7 separate regions of the Mus musculus genome follow, and all the other regions are linked to region 1. The links are chromatin contacts, called in public HiChIP or PLAC-seq and promoter capture Hi-C maps. All regions are on one chromosome and are shown on one strand. Each heading gives the region's core, a stretch centred on a gene start, on an enhancer-like site or on the middle of the called end of the contact. The rest is flanking DNA. Distances are from core to core; before and after follow the strand shown. Region 1 holds the start of Erich1 (glutamate rich 1). Region 2 holds the start of Cln8 (CLN8 transmembrane ER and ERGIC protein). Region 3 overlaps Dlgap2 (DLG associated protein 2). Region 4 overlaps Dlgap2 (DLG associated protein 2). Region 5 holds the start of Tmem255b (transmembrane protein 255B). Region 6 overlaps Dlgap2 (DLG associated protein 2). Region 7 overlaps Dlgap2 (DLG associated protein 2).

Region 1 (2,653 bases), core at 78-2,577:
AACCACCATGAGGCATCCTAGCTGGCCTTCTCAGGCTTAAATGCCTACTTCCAGGTTTATGTTTTGGGTTCACAAGCCCCACTCTTTGGAAAACACAGTATCCTTCAACTATTTACATTTTACCTGATAATTCTGTCATATAGTCTCTTCAACAGAAAAAGAGACTGTTTTCAGAGAGTAGTTTAGTGTCTGATTAAAACGACCAAAAGCTTTCCTGCATTTTACCTTAATTTACTGAGGTTAAAAAGAGTCTTAAAGTTGGCGAGGTGCTTTATAGATGATATAATTCCTTGCATTTAATGCCAAGTTTTGAAGCATCTCGAACATAGAAGGGAATTCAAGAAGAGAAAGCACAGGGTGTGGCGTCAACCCAGGAAACAGCTGAACCTATAAAGTGTTTGTATCCTCTTCCTTGCAAGGATTAGAAAAAGGTTTTGCTGCTCAGTAAAGAACACTTATGTTCATCTTGAAACACAACATCAGATCAGACTGTTTTGAAAGGGTTATATCTGTCCTTTCTGATCCCTGAGATCATCTTACTTCCAACCCCCCCCCCCGCCCCACCCCCATAAAGTTTGATGAAACTTAAGTCACTGAGGCTGAAGTGGAAAGTCGCTAGTTAAGGATGGGGACTATACTAATTTGTTCATGGTTTTCTTGCTTGCAGAGAAATTAGTTTCCTGCTTTTTAAGCAGATACTTATTAACTATATACAGTTGCCACTAGCCGTCTCCTCCACCTCCCTCCCATTTCACAAGAGAGAAGCATGTTTTAAACACAGAAAAGTCTCATATTCTCTACTCCTATCACATGAACTGCACTTCAGGACCTCAGGGTACTAACCCAGAGATGACTGCAGGCCTGGCTGCCCTAGGTAAAGGCAATCCTCCAGACTCTAGGTCTTGTGTCCTCCACCCACCACCCCAATCCCCATCCCCACGCGCCAGCTCCGCCCCAGCAAAGAAGATCCCAGAGTCCGGTGAGGCCTCTGCTCCACTAGTGTGGTCCAGGGAGAACGAAGGCCCCTAAAAGCTGCGACAGCGCCAGACCCAGCCAGCAGGAAGGGGAAGCCACCACAAGAAGGGTACCTCAGGGCCCAGCATGTCCCATCTTGCCCTAGACACTCAAGGTCCCTGTAGCCCCTACGATCCCTCAGTGCTCAGGGCCATCAGCCTACCACGTCCGCCACCCCTGGGTATCTCGGATCCAGTCTCCGTTCGCGTTCCGCGCTTCCTGCCTACCCTGCTTCCGAAGAGAAGACATACTGGACCCCAGCCGGGATCTCTGGCCCCAGCCGCCACCAGTCGCGCGGCGCTTCCGGATTCCTCTCGTGTAGGCCCGCCCACAATATTAGGAGTGCCTAATCCGGACCCGAATTCCCCGCCGCTGGATGTCAATCATCCATATTCGGGGGCGGATTGGTTCGTATGCGGCCCGGGCGTGGCTTAAACTCTGCCTCTAGGAGCCTGGCTCTGGAGCCTGCGCGGAAGGCAGACGGCCTGAAAGCTCTGCTCCTGTGGTTTGCGGTTTGCCCCTGTGATGGACGTGGGCCAAGACACAGCTGGGGACAGTACCGGCTCTGCACACTTGCGGAACTTGGAGTGCAAGCTGGAGAAAGGTTGCTGAGGAGAGAAGGAAGGTCTGGAGGCTTGAAGCAAGGCAAGGTTCCCCAGACACCTGCAATCCGTTCCGCGCGCCCCTCACCACGTCTGCCAGTTGTACCGCTGCACGGCTGGAGATGCTCCCATCTGTTTCGCGTCTACGAATCCCTCTCATTGTGTCGTCTTCCACTTTGCTTTTAGACCAGCTGTGTTACCGCGCTGGAGCCCTTGTTCCCTGTTGACATTGAGTCTTCACCCTTGAACTGCGTCTTCAGAAACATGACTGCCAAGTTCCTACATGGTCTGCAAGCTGGTGGTAACGTTCATGAAAGGTCAGATAGAGGAGCATGACCAAGAAGACTGTAAGGACCATATTCCAAAGAGATGGGCTCTTTGAAGGGAAATAATGCAGGAGCAAATGATTTGGGTTTCATCTTTGAGAAGATGAAAGAGGAAGACCTGATGTTATGAAGAGAATGCTCAAAACATTTTTAGAGCCTATCTAACGCAGGTTTGGATCTGGAAGGAGAGAAGGCGCGCGGTTGTTGCTATTGCAGGACTCTCTGGAACACTCACTCGGACATCAGTGAGAGTAGAAGCGAAGAGATGTCGCAGATGGACTCAAGCCAGGGTTGCTCCTGAAAGGCTTGGTTGGGCTCCAGTCTGTTGTTTGCGTTTTATACTCTAAAACCACAAGGTGGGGTGGGCAAGCAAGCGAAATTTTACAGATGCCTAAGAGGCAGTCAGCAGGTTGTTAAGGGTAACATAGCCCAATGTTTCTGCTATTTCTCCAGGTCGTTATGTTCCAAGTAGCCAGTAAAGACATGCTTGTCAAATAAGCAGGACAAGCAGTGCTTTGAATAAGTCATGAAATGAATCAATAAATCAGTATTTAATAATAGGTCTCTGCTGCTTTCTTCTACTTTACTGGTAAAGATCATGGAAGAAGCAACTTCAAACGGAGATGTGTAAAATTGATGCATTGAGCTTCGAAGTGAAATGACCCAATGTAAATGTCAAGGAAGTGGCTTCTGTCTCTCGGTTAAAAGGAG
Region 2 (2,653 bases), core at 112-2,611, 800 kb after region 1:
GTCATAGTGCCTGGGACAGGCAACTGTAACATCTGGATGGATGAGTGAGCTGTGTGGTGTGGGAACCTGACACAAGAGAGGCTTAAGGAGGGCTTAGAGGAGACATCCAGCCAGGCTGGCCAGATGGAAACAGTGCCTGGGGTGCAAACTTGCAGGTGATGATGCAGGAACTGCGGTCAGATAGGAAAGGTGTGTTTGTAAACAGTCTAACCCAGGCTGACCTTAAAATCAACTCCTTCCCTGAAGATGACCTTTAACCCCTGACCTTCCTATCTCCACCTGGCCAAAGGTCAGTATTACTAAACGCTGTTTACACACCCAGATCTCTCTTGTTATTTTGACACAGGGTTTCAAGCAGCTTAGGGTGGTCTTGAAACTATGTTATTGCTCATACCAGCCAAGTGGAAAAACTAAGGTGCCAACCATGGACTCTGGGGTGCACCAAATATTGATGAAACCTCAGGAAAATAACAGAACTTGAACGTCGGTGTAAAATCTTTGCTGTAAAGGGACCCTTATCACAAGTCACAGGGGCACAGGGCTGAAGTCACAGCTCATTAGCCATTCTATCCATCTTGTGTGATGTTTCTCAAAGGTATTTCTGCAGGTGGCCTGGTTAACTATGTTGCAATTCCTGGGTGTTCAGAGACAATATCAGAACCAGGAGGGTGGGTATGTACAGGACGCTATTCCTTCTAGTCTTTTAAACCAGCTATCTTGTTAATTATCAAGATATGGTATGATAAAGGGCTCTAGGGAGGACTCTGTTATGTGGCCACCTGTCTGCAATCCAGGGTAGGGTGGGCAATTGCCCTGTCTAGATAAGGGCCAGGCAATTGCAAGCACCTGACTAGCAGACATTGCACAAGGAGTGCTGAGGCCAGACGTGAATCCCGAGCCAGGTTGGTTTTCCTGCTATGCTAGGTAGATGAGGGTACTAAGTGCTGATTATCTGCTCAGAGAGAGGGGACTGATTCCGCACCTCTCACCGCTACCCTACCAGCCCCGCTTGGTTAGTAGGTACATGGAATGGGTCGGGAGGTCTTTGCTCTTCTCATAATGCTGGCTCTGAATTAGCTTCGGCTCTTAGCAGGAGCACAGGGTAGCTCTGCACACGCCTCACAGCCACCTTTTCCTAAGGGACCGTAAGCCCGAACTGTACTTGTGCAGACAGGAGCTGGTTACCACCGCCTGGAAGACAATGCTGCTGTAGCAAGGGACACAGTGCGGTCCATTTTGTCGGCCTGAGCAAGTTTTTCGACTCCATGCAGTCGCCTGGAGCTCTGGCAGCACCAACCAGGAGACGCGTGCGCTTGCGTTTCACCTCTGCGCTCTGACGTCAGAGGCCTTAGGGACTTAGGAAAGAGGGAAGGGACAGGGAGTGAAGGGGTGTACGTAGGAGGGTCTTGGGGGACGGTCCACACAGAGGATCGTGGAAGGTCAGTTGGGGTGGGGGTTGAGGAATTCCTCCACTGATCCCTCCGTACCACTCTTAAGGTCCCAGCACCAACTTGAGCTACGATAGTCAAATCTAGCATAGCGCGCTGCGAACTGTGTAGCCTGCTCCAGGCACCCCCATGGCGCTGGATGGGATGATCCTACCCCAACTCGTGCCCCCCGAGTCTACCTTGGTAGCGTCCTAGGGAGGCGAGGCTTAGGGCTTCAGCAGTGCGCGTGCGCAGTGGATAGTGTTTGCTCAGCGCGCGACACTGTCGTGGGTGATTTCTCCGGTGCTAGGGGCGGGATGGCCTGAAAGCGGGGTGCCCAGCTGAGGCGGGGACACAGATGGGCGTGGGGCCCTAGTCTCCAGTGCCACTCAGCGACCGGTATTCTATCTGGCTCCGGTCACGAGGTGTGTCTACGGCTCAGGAGCTCCTGGGACAGCGAGTCTAAGCAGCTGATGGACCAAGAGGCGGCGCCCCCCTTCTGCTCACCTGAATGCAGGTGAGACGTGAAGGGCACCCTGTATACACCTGCCTGCAGCAGCGCAGTCTTTGCTTGGCCACCCGAGGAGGAAGCATTCCATTTGGTGTATAGGTCCTGGGCCACCGTGGGCGCGGGTGGACGATTCAGACTGGGTCCGACTGGATAGGTCGACCTGGGTCGCAAGAGAACTTGGGGCAGCAAAGTGATGGACCACGGTCGCTGGGCTAGGTCTGTACAGTGCTAGGGGATGAGGAACTTGAGTGTGGATCATCATGGGACCAGAGGGTGAAAGGCGATGTTGGTCAGATCTCCGCGAGGTAGGACTGGGTGGTGTCAGCACTTAGTGAAGGGGAGCGGGAATAGGAAGGACCCCTAGCTCTCAGCACACCGTGGGAGGTCCTGGGGCTAGGGTGCTGCTGCCTTAGAAAAGGGTGCCTAAGCCCTTTTAGAAGGCTTTCAGAGTCGTCGGAATGACAGAGTAGGTGGCTGCTCCTAAGTACTGTTTGAATTCATGTCGGTATCGATATTTGTTTTCTGACCGTGTTTATGTATGAAATCTGTAGCTATACACTGGACTTGTTCCCGTGTTTTGTATTTTTTTATTTAAACTTTTCTCTAGGAAGAGTGGGAAAGGCTATGATTAAGGAAACCTCAGATATTCTGAAAATATGAGATTCCACTACACCCACCCAAGCTCTGGTAGACCCGCCCTAGCCTCTAGGTGCTA
Region 3 (2,653 bases), core at 76-2,575, 750 kb after region 1:
TTTCGCATGATAACACGGCACCTTTGGCATGAAGCTTTGTCGACATTTAAAGGGTGATCTGGAAGGTGTGCGACCTTGGGAGATGAAACTAGATAAATGTCTGGCCATTATGTGTGGCTCTGCCTTCCTCTGCGCACTACCTATGCAAGATTAGATTGATCATAAGGAATGCTATTCTGTGTAGTTGTACTCAGGGTGGCCAGACAGCCTCTGAGGCCTCTCGGTTCAGATCATTCTGCAGGGGGGACAAAGCTCACCCTTGAGCCTCTTAATTGCACCCCTCTTCTGCACCTGATGGAGCTGATTTGGCCTTGAAATGACCCACCCTGACATCTTTGAAGCCTTGCAAGTTAAAAAAAAATCTGGTTGGCTATCTTCTTTTCTTTTGGTTTCTCTTTGGGACCTATGAGACCCTCATTGGAGGGCAGTGTCAGAAGACATAGGCGGAAGACAGAGCATATTATTTGCTCTCAAAGCCGTGGTTCATGGTTGCTGGGGCCACTGCTGGTAGTAAACATTTGTAGGAAGTTTGCCCATCCTTAAGTCTAGGAAATGACCCTAGGGAAAGACAGACACCTCTTCCTAGGTTTCTCCAAGCTGTGCAGGCATGGGCAATTTGTGATGTAGCTATAATGCAGCTATCCCTCTCCCACACACTCAAGCAGAATCAGACAGAAATCTTGGACTGCCAGAGTCAGCCTTAGCTTGGCAGACATATGGACAGACGTCGCCATCTAGTGTTTCAATGGAAGAACAGGCTCGAACAGCAGAGCCCAGCTCTGAACCCCACTTAGGAGGAAATGGAACTTTCACATTGTGAAAGTTCACCTTCTACCCTAGGACCCTCCCTGGTGACATAGGCTGTTACTTGAGTGCCTGTGAACTGGGAAGAGGCAATGGTGCCCAACGGGTATAGTTTCCACGTGAGCATTCACTCAGCTGTGAACCAAACAATGTTCAACCCAGACCACTGATGAAATGTGAACAATGTAAGCACTTTTGGACAAATGTTGATTGTGTAACTCTACAGAATAAGCCAGCCTCACACTGAGTTAGGTAACCACACACAGAATCGGTGCTTAACTGTCACAGTAAGAACCCATTGAAACAGGCTGGAGAGATGGTGGCTCAACGGTTAAGAGCACTGACTCCTCTTCCAGAGGTCCCGAGTTCAATTCCCAGCAACCACATGGTGGCTCACAACCATCTGTAATGGGATCTGATGCCTTCTTCTGGTGTGTCTGAGGACAGATACAGTGTACTCATTTATATAAAATAAATAATTCAAAAAAAGGGAGCCAATTGGACCATACACTGTGCAGAAGTGAGGTTCGTCTTAGGCTGAGAAGAAGCCCAGGTTCTGCCTGTGGATGGTGGAGTGGCACCCCTTGGACAGGCTGAGTTAAGTGGGAGGGGGTGTCCTTGAGTCTTTTGTTCCTTCAAGAGATTGACTTGACTCTCCATGGGAGAAAACTTAAATCACATTACCTTTTGAAGTCATGCTTAATCCTCAGAACTAGAGCTAGGACCCATCAAAATAAACACAATGAAAAAAAAAATGGCCATAATCCTAGTGGCCTACCCACAGGGCAATCCGTCCCATCTGATTAAGTCACATGGCTCTATGGCTTTCTTGAGCTGCAAACCATTTGAAGGATGGAACCCAGAGAGTCTGTACATGCTAGGCAAGTATTGTACCACTGAGCTACATTCTACCCGCCCCCCAGGATTTTCAAGTTGAAGCATTAAAGGGATATGCTACGTGTTTGTAAGCCACTGGCATGTGCCTGGGCTGAGGTGGTCAGGAAGAATCTCCTGCCTTGTTTCAAACGTGTGGGGCTTCTCCTTGAGTGACTTAAAGGAGAAAGAATAGACACCCCCCCCATAATGTCCCTGTGTTTCCACAGGACCCCAGCGCCATGCCAAGACCCACCTCACAGGATCTAGCTGGCTATTGGGATATGCTGCAGCTGTCTGTGGAAGATGTCAGCATGAAGTTTGACGAGCTGCACCAGCTGAAGCTCAATGACTGGAAGATAATAGAGTCACCCGAAAGAAAGGTAATGCAGTCATGTGATGCGGTGGTCCCAAGCTTGTAGGCTTCTGGCGCCTGCTCCGGTACCAGATGATAGCGGATTTCTCCACATTTAATACAGGAACAGATTGTGTGTGTGTGTGTGTGTGTGTGTGTGTGTGTGTGTGTGTGTGTGTGTGTGTGATGGAGGAGGGGTATTGCAAGCACATACACAAATGGCCAGGAATGGAATCCTAGGTTCGAGAATAGCAGTGGGTGTCTTGCTCTATCTCCGGTACACAGACATCTCAGAGACACCAGGAAAGATCCCTACATCTCTAATCTCGTTTCCTCCAGGGATAAATCCTGGCTCATTTTCATCCAACTTCTGTTTGGATTGTATTTAGCTGATCTCCCACAGGTAAGATCTTAGGTCTGGCTAAGATGACAATTGTCTTCTATCCAAATACACTTTACCTGGTACATGTAGGGAGCTAAGGGCGTGACTGCATTTAAACCTTTCGGAGCAGTCTGAGGGTGTGGTCTTCTGATGGAGCTTCATCATCCTTAAATAGGCTGAAAATTTGCATTAAGTCTGAATTTGGCTCCTGCTGCATGGTGACATCATCTCAGGAGAGC
Region 4 (2,653 bases), core at 104-2,603, 730 kb after region 1:
AGAGCAGTGGGTGGAGACACAGAGAGCAGTGGGTGGAGCAAGAATCTCACCATGCACATCTCTGAATCTGAAAATGTGGAATGCTTTTAGTTTAATAACTCTCTTTAGATAGATCCACATTAACAACAAAAAAAAAAAACTCAAAGAAAATCTCTTTTCTATTATGTGTGTGTGTGTGTGTGTGTGTGTGTGTGTGTGTGTGTGTGTGTGAATAAAAGAAAAGGAAAGGAAAGGGGGGATTCAAGGTACTTTTTCTGTGGCAGAAAAAAACTTAGCCTGATTTGTGACACCCAGCTCTCAACCAGCTTCTTTTTAAATTATTATTATTATTATCATTGTTATTATTATTATTATTTATTGGATATTTTCTTTATTTACATTTCAAATGTTATCCCCTTTCCCAGTTTCTCCCCTCCCACAAACCCCCTATCCCATCCTCCCTCCCCCTGCTTCTATGAGGGTGTTCCTCCACCCACCCACCCACTCCCACCTCCCTGCCCTCGATTCCCCTACACTGGGGCATCTGTGGAGCCTTCACAGGACCAAAGGCCTCTCTCTCTCTACCAGCTTCTCTCCTGACTCTTGCCACCGTTCCCTTTAAACTGCATTCCCACTCATCGGCATTATGTGCTGCCATGGTGAGCTCACTTCACTTTATTTGTGAGTGTTAAATAACAGCTACTCATTATGAAGAAATGTAGGAAATACAATCAGAAGAGAGAAAATTGCAAATACTGTCACTCACTGTGCAATAAATGTGACTGACATTTTCAATGTGCCCTGGTTTCTCACACCAGTGATTCCCTATGTGTGCATTTCATGTTTGTCTCTGATTTGGGACCCCGCCTGCTTCCCTCACCTGGTGTGGTAAAAGGGGTGTTGGCACAACATGGTGACCTTCATGAAATCAGTGGTATAGAAGTGTTCTGTTTCACACATACACACACACACATACATTTTCACACATACTTACATTCAGATGCGCGCACACACACACATGCACACTCACACATACATTCACACACGCACATACATTTTCTTACACACATGTTCACTCACACACATGCACACTCACACACATGCACACCCACACACACACACACATTTTTTAACTTATATGCTAGATTCTTTAGGTGCTTTTATGATTTTCCTTTTGTTACACATATATCCATACAGATATCTTTAAATACAACAGAATCTTGTCCACTCGCCTGACTTTTTCGGGCCAGATGCCCAGAAACAGCCTAACTGAGCTGCGTATCAGAGCTGTAGACCAGCTCAATGGAGGATTTCCCCTGACTAGGCCTTCTTCTCTTACAGCTGTCTCCTACACAAATTACAAGAAGACGCCTCCCCCGGTGCCTCCACGGACCACCTCCAAGCCTCTGATCTCTGTGACGGCCCAGAGCAGCACGGAATCGACACAGGATGCCTACCAGGACAGCCGTGCCCAGAGGATGTCCCCCTGGCCCCAAGATAGCCGTGGCGGCCTCTACAACTCCATGGACAGTCTAGACAGCAACAAGGCCATGAATTTGGCTCTGGAAACAGCTGCAGCCCAGCGCCACGCGGCGGACACCCAGAGCAGCTCCACACGGAGCATCGACAAGGCGGTCCTGGCATCCAAGGCTGAAGAGCTCCTGAAAAGTCGCTGCTCCTCCATCGGGGTCCAGGTACTCTCCCTTGACCACCCTCCCTGGCGCCTGCACAGGCTGAGTCAAAAACCAAGTCACAGCCCCAAGTGTTTGGCCCCTTAACAGAAGCAGGGCAGTAAATGATGCTGAGAGACCATATGTGCCTGCCACAGCATGAGAGACCCCAGGACAGAGCCCAGGGAGGTGAGACTCATGTACTTCCCTCACACACACTACCTAATGGTCCTCAGGACTGACAGCTAGGAAGATGGTTTGGAGAGGTTGTCCAGATGTCTATAACAGGGGTGATGAACTTGTTGAAAACACATCAGCCCTCGTGGAGTATTGGGAATAAAGAGGCAGACAGACCCAAGTGCTGTGAGTTGAGCATGTGACCAACTGGAACAGTGTGCAGCTGGGCTCTTCCTCTTGGCCTTCTGTCCCAGAGGCCTCTACACACAGGAGCAGTATCCTGTAGTGTCAGCCGTGCAAGGGTATCCCACCATCCCATTATCCTCCCTGCTCCAAGCCTGGCTGGCCCTCCCACTCCTCAGTTGACTCAGAGAGCTTGACTCAGGTGCATTGAAGCACACATAATACAAAAAATAGGGCTCTGTCTCACAAACGGCATCAGGTGACCTCCTCTAAGCCCTAGCAGACACAGTTGCGGAAGCCAAGCTTTGCCAACGTAGGTTTGCCTCTTGCTTCTGCGCCTCAGCTCAGCCTGTGTGGCAGGTTTTAAAATCATAGTGATTAATTCTCCACACATACATCCTGCAAAGGAGGAAGTTCACAGAGCTGGAAGGGTTGGTTCCACATAGGACTGGGGGGACAGGAAGAAACCCAGGGGGGTGTCGGCCCACTGGCCTGGGTCCTTGAGCCAGGTCTCCACACTGTGGCTTCGTTGGTTTTTTTAGGATTCTGAATTCCCCGATCATCAACCCTACCCAAGGTCAGATGTAAGTACCAACCCTCTCCAAATCCAAGCTCGCATGAAGTTTTTTCTCTCTCTTCTTTGG
Region 5 (2,653 bases), core at 83-2,582, 650 kb before region 1:
AGTAGTTATACGTAAGCACTCTACTAAAGAACTGTGTAAGTACCCTACAACTGAGTTATATGTAAGCACTCTGCTATGGAACTGTGTAAGTACTCTACCCCTGAGCTATGTAAGCACCCTACTATGGAACTGTGTAAGTACTCTACCCCTGAGCTATGTAAGCACCCTACTATGGAACTGTGTAACTACTATAACACTGAGCTATGTAAGCACTTCACCATTGAGTACTATACTCCTGGTTCTCAAAACCTTTTAAGCAATGCATTAATAGTCTTTAAAAGACTTACTTTCCCCTACTGCTGCCATGCATGGTACTCCGTCTTGGTTAGTTTTTTGCCAACTTGACCCAAGCTAGAGTAATCTTAGAAGAGGAATATCACCTGAGAAACTGCCTCTGTCCTATCACCTGTGGGCAAGACTACTGAGCATTTTCTGAGTTAAGGACTGGTGTGGAAGGGCCCAGCTCACTGGGGGAGGTGCCACCCCTGAGTAGGTGGTCTTGGGTGGTCTAAGAAAGCAGACTGAGCAAACTATGAGACACAAGCCAGTAAGCAGAGCCTGTCCGTGGTTGCTGCTTCCGTACCTGCCTTGGCTCTTCCAATGGTGGACTGTGATCAGACATATAAGCCCAAGGAGCTCTTTCCTTGCCAGGCTGCTTTTGGCCATGGTGTCTTTATTGAAGCAACAGGAACTTAACTAAGGAACTTAAATAAGACATGCCCAGTCTGCTTGCCTGTTTTCTTGCAGCCCCTCTCTGGCTTCCCATAGCAGCCTTCACTCTGAACTTTAGCTGCTGGGTTGGGGCATGCTCACAACAGAACCTGAGTTTCCATGCTATATGCAGACCCCCTTCCCCCGAACCCCAACTGAGAAGATGCCTCGGTCCATCACATCACCTGTGTGCAAGTCTGTAGAGCATTTTCTTAATGATTGATGCGGGAGGGCTCAGCTGGGGGTCTGAAGTAGGCGGGGCTTGAGTCCTTTCCAGCTGTGTGGAGAATTCCTGCTCTGCACCTGCTGTCTTTCTGTTTCCCTCCACCTGAGCCACCCAGTCCTTGGTCTGCGGGGCCACCTCTGACCGAGCGTTGGGCTCAGGCCAGCGGTCTACAGTGTTTCTTCAGGTACATTCTTTCTCACTGGCTCGGTGGGTGGGTCGGTGGGTCTTTTCTTAGACTCTTAATTTCCAGGGACTAGAGACTGGAAGGGGAAGAGGGGGGAGGAGAAAAAGGAGGGGGAGAAGAGAAGGAGGAGCTGCTGGCAGGCACCAGGACCTTGGAGGGAGGAAGGGAGGTGTAGGAGATGGTGGGGGCAGAGGGGAGGTGGAGGGAGAAGGGAAATGACCAAAGGAGAGGTAGAAAGAAGCGCGGTGGAGTAGAGGAGAGCGGACACAGGGCTGCATTTCTTGAAACTGCTGGGACTCTGAAACCTAATCACCGGGCAGGAGGAGCTTCGGGGCACTGCCCTCCCAGTGGAGGGCACTTCGGGAATGCAGCCGCTCCCACCGCCCGTGCCAGGCCCTCTGGCTCTGCTGGACACCACAGGTTAGCTAAGGGCATCGTTGGTATCTCTGCCGCTGGCAGGCAATTTGGGGACCCGGGAGCTGGGTTACAAGTTTCTAGCAGCTCTAAGAGGGGAACTACCTGCACAGCTCAGGACTCTGGGCACAGGACTCCTTTGGGGTTTGGGGCTGGGACTAGGTCTGGTTTCATGTGGTACAGATCACCTATCCATTGGTGCCTCATCCTTCTCCACACTGACCTATCCACTCTCCCCTTCTGTTTCTGTCCCCCGTGTTATCTTTTTGTTAACAGACCCAAGTCCTTATAAGCGGTTAAATCCCAGACCAACACCTTTCCAGCCCTACTGCATTTCTTTCAGTTTCTAAACTTTTCAGGGAAATGTTTGAAAGAACCAGGGAGCACATCCTGCCTGAGGGGGGCAGGGAAAGGTGCTCAGGGATTTTAGAGTTGGAACCAGCGAGGGCTTCCACCCGCTTCACACCCCAGCCTCTCCATCTCTAATTGTTCCCTTTCCCGAATCAAGCCCGACACAGCTGAAAGCCAGGTCCGTCTGGGAAAACAGGAAACCTGGTGCAAGCTCTGGCTCCAGCCGCTTAAGCATGGGTGCTCTTCTGGGAGGCAGCCTGACCCTGGAGGGATGCGGGCCATTGTTCCTGCAGGGCAGAGGGTGGGGGAGATTTACATGGTGACCCTCTGCTGTGGGATTAAGGGATTAGGTCAGAATGGGTGGGGGTGGCTCTTGATGATCCTTTCAGAACCCCTGGTGATCGTTGGAAACCCTGGTGGAAAAACTTCTGGGTAGTCTGATTGGTTAGTGCTGTTTAATAATAATGATGATGATGATGATGATGATGATGATGATGAAGAGGAGGAGGAGGAGTCTGGCTTCTTTCTGAGAGAGACTGCCGTACCTTCTCTTCTGTAAGGCCAGTTGCTCTGTGGTCATCCGTTCATTCTCCTAGCTGATAGCTAGCGTTGACCAGCAGCTGTTATGTTTCCAGCTGCCAATGCTGTTATGTTAGGGTGACTTGGTTTACACCTGAATTTTCTTCTGATAAGAAACTCCAGACTTTGAAATGGTTTGTGGGAGGTGTTTGTTTTTATTGAGACAGAGTCTTAAAAGCAACTAAAGG
Region 6 (2,653 bases), core at 103-2,602, 650 kb after region 1:
TCACAGCCAAGGAACTGCAGGAGAAACCATAGAGGAATGCTGCTTGCTGGCTTGTTTGCATGCTTATTCTCTGGCTCATGCTTAGCTAGCCTTATTACACAGCCTAGAACTACCTGCCTAGGGAATGGTGCTGCCCACAGTGGGCTAGATCTTTCTACCTTAAGTACCAATTCCTCATAGGTGTGCCAAAAGAACAGCCTGATAAAAACAATGACTCAATTGAGACTGTCCTTCCAGGTGATTCTAGATTGTGTCAAGTGGACAGTTAATACTAGCTATACTCCTTATGCTCCTGCTCTGACAGGGGTTCTCAACCTGTGGGTCATGACCCCCATGGGAGGGGTCAAAGAATTCTTTACAGGGATCACCTAAGACCATCAGAAGACACAGATATTTACACTACAGTTCATAACCATAGCAAAAATTATAGCTATGAAATAACAATAAAAATAATTTTATGATTGGGGTGTACCCCAAAATGAGGAACTATATTAAACGGTCGCAGCATTGGTTAAGAACCAATTCTTCTCTTATAATTCTTCATAAACTCATCAGACTGTGTGTCCCTTTATTCAAACACTTTCAATATTTTTCTGAGTATTCTAAAATGAAACTCATATGACCTATTTAAATACACATTATTGAGGGGTGGGGCATACAGGACATGGAGGGAGAAAGATAAATATGTGTTCACGGCCTGATCTCTAATGTAAGAGAAAAAAATGAAGAAAGTAACTTTTAAGTAAAAGTATTTTAATAAAAAAAAATGTTGGGGCTTAGCAAATCTGCACAGAATAAAGTGTTCTGGTATTTGTTTCTGAGTGAAGGGTCTCAGTAATTGGAGAGCTACAAATTAGACCAACACAGGCGTGTTATAATGAGGACTCAGACTCCAGCAAGGCTCTGCCAGCCCTGGGGGATTTGGAAATGGTAAACAATTCCTGGTAAATTGCCAACTGAGCAACGTTTTCTCGCTCCCCTTGATTTACATGGTAGTTATATTCTAGAAAAAAAAATCCATTGCTCATTAAAATTGCCAACTAGGACAAATAAGCCTGATTTTCATACAAAGCATAGCAAGGCTCAAGGAAAACTGTCTCAGATTTGTGCAGGATGTAGGCAGTTGTTTCTTGGTGGAGTTGCACACACGGCTCCCTTAAAACAAGCATCTTTGGACCCCTGGGTGTGTGAAAGAACTCCCCTGCGTGAATTGAATTTCCCCAGATGGGTCTGTGGAAAGACTGGTAACTCCATGGGATGTTCGACTTAGATCTCTTGCCATTCATCTGCCCTCCGTTCACGGCATGCAGGGACCAGCTGTCACTCTCCCCCGTGGCTCATGTACTTGATACTTGTTTAAAACACACACACACATGTTGCTGACGGAATGAGGAAAATGTTCCCCGAGAGAGCACAGCTTTAGATGGCATGTCCCTTTGGTTTACCTAAAAGGGACGTTATTATGACATTCTAGCCCCTCTCTCCTGTGCCTTGCCTGTTGAAAAGAAAGATGTTTAAAGCACAGTGCCACGGCTCACGCAGATGTCAATCTCAGGAGAGCCCCTCTTTTACAGAAATTATAAATGCTGTTCACCACTGCGTGCTGGCAATCGGGGTAGCTGATTGCCTTGGTGTAGCGGAGGCAGGGGGTTGGCTCTGCAGGGGCTGGAAGCCTCTAGCTTGTTTCCCTGAGGCTGTGAAGCTGCCGCCATGCAAGTGCCAGGTGCGCACTTGGCCACTTCTCTGCGTTCTGCTGCGGGTTTTAACATTTTGCGTTTTTTTTCCCCCCATAAGGGGAAGGTTTATTTACTGAGACTTGGTGGCTTTTCATAGCCCAGGCATATGCTCTGGAAATCGGTTGCTTTACACTCCTTCTGTATTGAATTTTTTTTTTCTTTCTGTCAAAGGCTGTGAAATTGGCTTCTCAAATCAGAAACAGAAACAGACAAGCTGGTCTCATTTGTTAGTTAATTTGTAGGCTGCTGGGGAAAGAAAAAAAAATCTTTACCTTGTTCTTTATGAAAACATGTTTTTGGCTTAAAATAAAATAAAATAAAACTCTCCATAAACCCCACAGTGTGAGCCTCTCCTTTGGAGGCAGCTAGCATCTTCCCCCTCTGTCCTCTTCCCCGTGACCACCACCTGGAATGCACACTGAGAGATGAAGAATGCAGGCTTTTCTGGTCCAGCCTAGGGGCTGGCCACCTGCCCCTTCTAGTGCTGTTTATTCTGCCTGCACCATTCCACTGGCCAGATTCAGACTACGTGGCCCCTGGAGCCTCCCTCAAGAAGCCTGTACTGGCCACCAATCGCCAGCTTCCCCCTGAATCCCCACTCACCCTAGCCTTTCACCCTGAGCACCCTATAGCCCATCACCTTTGGGGTGCATTGCTTCCACGGAAATGTAGTGACATTCGGGGTTCTGGCAAAACTAATACATGACTTAGAAAAGCTTAGAAGGTGTAAACAGATGAGAAAATGATTGAAAACTCTCTGCCCCCCTTTCTCTTTGTTGATACTCACTATGCCCCTTGCCGCCGTGGTCATTAAAATTTTACCAAGCCATCTTACCATGGCCTGTGTTCTTCCTCAGACCTGACCAGAGAGTGTCCTAGAGCTGTGTCTTTAAAATGCCAAAGTGCTCAACCTACAA
Region 7 (2,653 bases), core at 102-2,601, 580 kb after region 1:
TATTTTCTCCAAATTAAGTACAGAGACACAGTCAGTGGCCGGCTATGAGGACGATGCAGAAAACCGAACTTGTTAAACCAGTATTGGAATAGATCCTGCCAAGGGGAACCATGGATGGAAACCAGGAAGCCAGATGGCATCCACAGCAAGGAAAGTGGACCCAGAGTTTAAGATGCTCTAAGTGTGTGGTCCAGTTCCCTTCCCAGATGCTTAATCTTCAACAAAGCAAGGCATGGCTATACAAAACTGTTTATTTCCAATATAATATTTTTATTGAATATTTGCTTTGCAGATTTTATAGAGTACACCCCAATCACACTCACACCCCAATCCTCCCAGGTATAGTCTCCTGCCCTTGCCCTTGCATGCTCAGTACCACTACCACCACCCCCCAAAAGAGAAAAATATACCAACCCCAATTTGCATTGCCCGTATACTCATTGGAGCATGGTCAAACTCTCAGTGCCCTGCTCCTTAAAGATAACTGAGTTCTTTCCTGCCCCCTGCCAGAACTCATCAACTGTGAAGAGATATACTTCAGCGTTTTTTATCATAATTTTAAAGGACTCTCTTCAGTGGCTTCCTGTCTAGACTGTTTCTTTTTAGCTGGGGTGGGAGGTTGTCACAGAAGCCTTCAATGTCTCTCATTCTCAATTATGATACTGCAGTCATCAATACCACCACTGCAAAAGAAGCTTGCTTGTGTGACGGCTTGAAGTTAACTGTATCCCTAAGCACCAGCTGCAAACCACCCGCTGTCCTTTGGTAGATGAAAGGTAGGCAAATACGCTGCTCTATTCAGTCCAGTAGATGAATGATCCACGGAGCATGGACACACACACACTCTATAGGAGGCTGGAAAGCCTGCAGTGGGGGATGCTTTCAAGAAACAGAAAGCTATGGGTAATGAGCTTCCAGCCTACATTCTTGAAAAAAAAAATAATAATAATAATAATATCTACCTCCTTGGAAACCAACTATCAAAAAAATATGCAAGGAGGTTTCTGGGATATGCTGGATTGTGACAATGGTGTGGTTACCCAACCGATTGTACTGGCCAAAACCTATAGCTTCATCTAGCTGAAAAGCTACACTCTTCATATTTCCAAAATACCTAGGAAAGCCTTACTCTAATATATTCTGCCATCTTTTCTTCTTATAGGATGGGATGCAGAGCCAGCCTCACTGTGAGGCAAGAAACCTGGAGAGTAATCCCCTCTGAGCTAACTGCAGAGAGAGGCTAAAAAGAGTCTTGGGGATAGCACTTTGCTCTGCACCTTTTCTCACACTGCCCCCGGGTCCAAGTTCCTCTGCCCTTGCTAGACTACAATTTCCTCATTTCACGAGCGGGGTCATGTCGACATCTGAGAGTTATTATGAGCTCATGGTATAATGGACTTGATTCATAGAAGTCTTTCAACAGATAATAGCTGCTTTCATTTCAGAAATGAAACTTGGCAATAGCTTCCTTCTCAAGGGCAAGCCATGCTCCAACCCCATGAACCCCTGGGCTGTGTCTGGCGGGTGGACGTCCAGGTATCCCTGGGCCTCTGTATGTCCTTCTGGACATAGACATGTACCTTCTCCATCTCACATGCTCAATCTATGACCTGGAACCAAAGAGAACCCCCTAGCTGAGGTGATAGGTGAGTCACATACAAAGGTCGTATGGAGCTCGGAGTCTCACACAGAATGAGAATATGCTTCACTGGTGTTGGGTATCATGGGCCTCATTGCGATGGCGGGCTCTGTCATTGTACTATTTACTCTGCAGCATGGTAGTTATTTTTATACTCCATGACAAAGCACCTGGAAGAAACAAATGAAGGGAAGGGAAGGGGGCTCATTTGGCTCATGGATCCAGAGGATCTCATTCCATTATCTCTGGGCATCATGTCTTGGGAAAGACATCATGACATCAGGAGTATGTGGTAGGAAACAGCTGTTCGCATCACTTCAACAAGAGGGCGGAGAGAAGAATGCCAGATTTCTATTAGCTTTCCTCTTTCTGCCTCTTATTCTGTCAAGGACCTCGGGACATGATATATTCCTCCCTCAATTGGTCTCCTCTGCGAACCCCTAACTATCACACCTGGATGTGTGCTCAACTGTCTCTTATGTGATTCTAAATCTAACGGAGTCGACAATGGAAGTTAGCCAATTGTAAAGTCCTTGTCAGCTTGACCCAAACAAAGGCTTACCTCTGTCTCTGATGCACAAATGGATTTGGCATGTCTCTATGAGTCCACAAAGTTTTAACAGTTCCATTGTTATTCAGAAAACGTAAGTTCAAGGACTCCTCTCAGTGAGGCTCAAGACAACTCTTAGCTAACAGCTAAGAGTTACATATGAGCCATATTCAATGGGCCAGATTAAATACTTCCATTCCAAAAGGGAGGCATGGAGGTATCAATAGGAAAAATGGGACCCAAAGAAGGCCAAAATTCAGAAGAACGAGTATCTAATTCTATAACTCCATGTCTGTGCTTGAGGACTTGTGGAGGCACCATTGCAGTTACAGCATACATACTTGACTATTCTTTCCTTAATGGCCTTCCCATCCTTAGCCCATGTGCCCTTTCTCTTAGACTGACTTCACTCTATTCTCAGCTTCTTTCATGGACACTCTGTATCCTTGGGTTTCCATTGCAAC

Evidence for each region. Promoter capture Hi-C pulls out the DNA fragments that hold promoters and counts their contacts. HiChIP or PLAC-seq counts read pairs in DNA pulled down with a chosen protein or histone mark.
Region 2: a contact with region 1 is called in an H3K27ac HiChIP or PLAC-seq map of embryonic stem cells, with 4 times the contacts expected there. The contact joins the promoter of Cln8 here to the promoter of Erich1 in region 1. A contact is called at or near these places in 21 of 39 promoter capture datasets (the 3T3-L1 cell line, 3T3-L1-derived adipocytes, the C10 cell line and 14 more), 1 of 15 datasets of contacts at CTCF or cohesin (large pre-B cells), 14 of 484 Hi-C or Micro-C datasets (CD4 T cells, the G1E-ER4 cell line, Sertoli cells and 8 more), 27 of 115 datasets of contacts at active chromatin or transcription factors (the NIH/3T3 cell line, astrocytes, bone marrow-derived macrophages and 15 more) and 4 of 9 other capture datasets (adipose tissue, embryonic stem cells, liver and 1 more).
Region 3: a promoter capture Hi-C map of liver shows a contact between it and region 1, with 5 times the contacts expected there. The contact joins the enhancer-like site here to the promoter of Erich1 in region 1. A contact is called at or near these places in 20 of 39 promoter capture datasets (the 3T3-L1 cell line, 3T3-L1-derived adipocytes, the C10 cell line and 11 more), 1 of 15 datasets of contacts at CTCF or cohesin (stem cell-derived epiblast-like cells), 12 of 484 Hi-C or Micro-C datasets (the HPC-7 cell line, bone marrow-derived macrophages, cerebral cortex and 7 more), 24 of 115 datasets of contacts at active chromatin or transcription factors (the NIH/3T3 cell line, VIP interneurons, astrocytes and 14 more) and 5 of 9 other capture datasets (adipose tissue, embryonic stem cells, liver and 2 more).
Region 4: a contact with region 1 is called in a promoter capture Hi-C map of embryonic stem cells, with 5 times the contacts expected there. The contact joins the enhancer-like site here to the promoter of Erich1 in region 1. A contact is called at or near these places in 12 of 39 promoter capture datasets (the 3T3-L1 cell line, 3T3-L1-derived adipocytes, cranial neural crest and 5 more), 1 of 484 Hi-C or Micro-C datasets (bone marrow-derived macrophages), 17 of 115 datasets of contacts at active chromatin or transcription factors (the NIH/3T3 cell line, VIP interneurons, craniofacial prominence and 11 more) and 4 of 9 other capture datasets (adipose tissue, embryonic stem cells, liver and 1 more).
Region 5: a contact with region 1 is called in a promoter capture Hi-C map of the SN4741 cell line, with 4 times the contacts expected there. The contact joins the promoter of Tmem255b here to the promoter of Erich1 in region 1. A contact is called at or near these places in 8 of 39 promoter capture datasets (3T3-L1-derived adipocytes, the C10 cell line, the SN4741 cell line and 4 more), 2 of 115 datasets of contacts at active chromatin or transcription factors (both in embryonic stem cells) and 2 of 9 other capture datasets (embryonic stem cells and liver).
Region 6: an H3K4me3 HiChIP or PLAC-seq map of forebrain shows a contact between it and region 1, with 7 times the contacts expected there. The contact joins the enhancer-like site here to the promoter of Erich1 in region 1. A contact is called at or near these places in 7 of 39 promoter capture datasets (the 3T3-L1 cell line, 3T3-L1-derived adipocytes, cranial neural crest and 4 more), 10 of 115 datasets of contacts at active chromatin or transcription factors (SST interneurons, VIP interneurons, astrocytes and 5 more) and 1 of 9 other capture datasets (embryonic stem cells).
Region 7: a promoter capture Hi-C map of second pharyngeal arch cranial neural crest shows a contact between it and region 1, with 4 times the contacts expected there. The contact joins the enhancer-like site here to the promoter of Erich1 in region 1. A contact is called at or near these places in 5 of 39 promoter capture datasets (3T3-L1-derived adipocytes, cranial neural crest, frontonasal cranial neural crest and 2 more), 4 of 115 datasets of contacts at active chromatin or transcription factors (embryonic basal ganglia, embryonic hindbrain, forebrain and 1 more) and 1 of 9 other capture datasets (embryonic stem cells).

The regions. Positions count from the first base shown.
Region 1 is chr8:14,089,000-14,091,652 of GRCm38.p6, forward strand. It overlaps Erich1 (glutamate rich 1), which reads right to left and starts at 1,328. Exons shown (of 6, transcript NM_001034862.2): 1 at 1,242-1,328. The coding sequence starts at 1,263.
Region 2 is chr8:14,887,175-14,889,827 of GRCm38.p6, forward strand. It overlaps Cln8 (CLN8 transmembrane ER and ERGIC protein), which reads left to right and starts at 1,362. Exons shown (of 3, transcript NM_012000.3): 1 at 1,362-1,944.
Region 3 is chr8:14,841,591-14,844,243 of GRCm38.p6, forward strand. Dlgap2 (DLG associated protein 2) reads left to right here. Exons shown (of 16, transcript NM_172910.3): 15 at 1,908-2,060. Among named protein-coding and RNA genes, the nearest start is that of Cln8, 46 kb to the right of the region's middle. Within about 2 kb of position 1,326, at least 22 of the 459 cell types and tissues checked have an H3K27ac peak or open chromatin away from gene starts, as enhancers often do. A contact at or near this core is called in cortical neurons and liver, where this site is marked.
Region 4 is chr8:14,821,023-14,823,675 of GRCm38.p6, forward strand. It overlaps Dlgap2 (DLG associated protein 2), which reads left to right. Exons shown (of 16, transcript NM_172910.3): 10 at 1,321-1,673; 11 at 2,552-2,593. Among named protein-coding and RNA genes, the nearest start is that of C030037F17Rik, 56 kb to the left of the region's middle. Within about 2 kb of position 1,354, at least 7 of the 459 cell types and tissues checked have an H3K27ac peak or open chromatin away from gene starts, as enhancers often do.
Region 5 is chr8:13,434,127-13,436,779 of GRCm38.p6, forward strand. It overlaps Tmem255b (transmembrane protein 255B), which reads left to right and starts at 1,333. Exons shown (of 9, transcript NM_001143671.1): 1 at 1,333-1,541. The coding sequence starts at 1,487.
Region 6 is chr8:14,739,314-14,741,966 of GRCm38.p6, forward strand. The region is part of intron 6 of Dlgap2 (DLG associated protein 2); the gene reads left to right. Among named protein-coding and RNA genes, the nearest start is that of C030037F17Rik, 26 kb to the right of the region's middle. Within about 2 kb of position 1,353, at least 32 of the 459 cell types and tissues checked have an H3K27ac peak or open chromatin away from gene starts, as enhancers often do. A contact at or near this core is called in SST interneurons, VIP interneurons, embryonic basal ganglia and 3 more, where this site is marked.
Region 7 is chr8:14,668,205-14,670,857 of GRCm38.p6, forward strand. All of the region lies in intron 4 of Dlgap2 (DLG associated protein 2), which reads left to right. Among named protein-coding and RNA genes, the nearest start is that of C030037F17Rik, 97 kb to the right of the region's middle. Within about 2 kb of position 1,352, at least 7 of the 459 cell types and tissues checked have an H3K27ac peak or open chromatin away from gene starts, as enhancers often do. A contact at or near this core is called in second pharyngeal arch cranial neural crest, where this site is marked.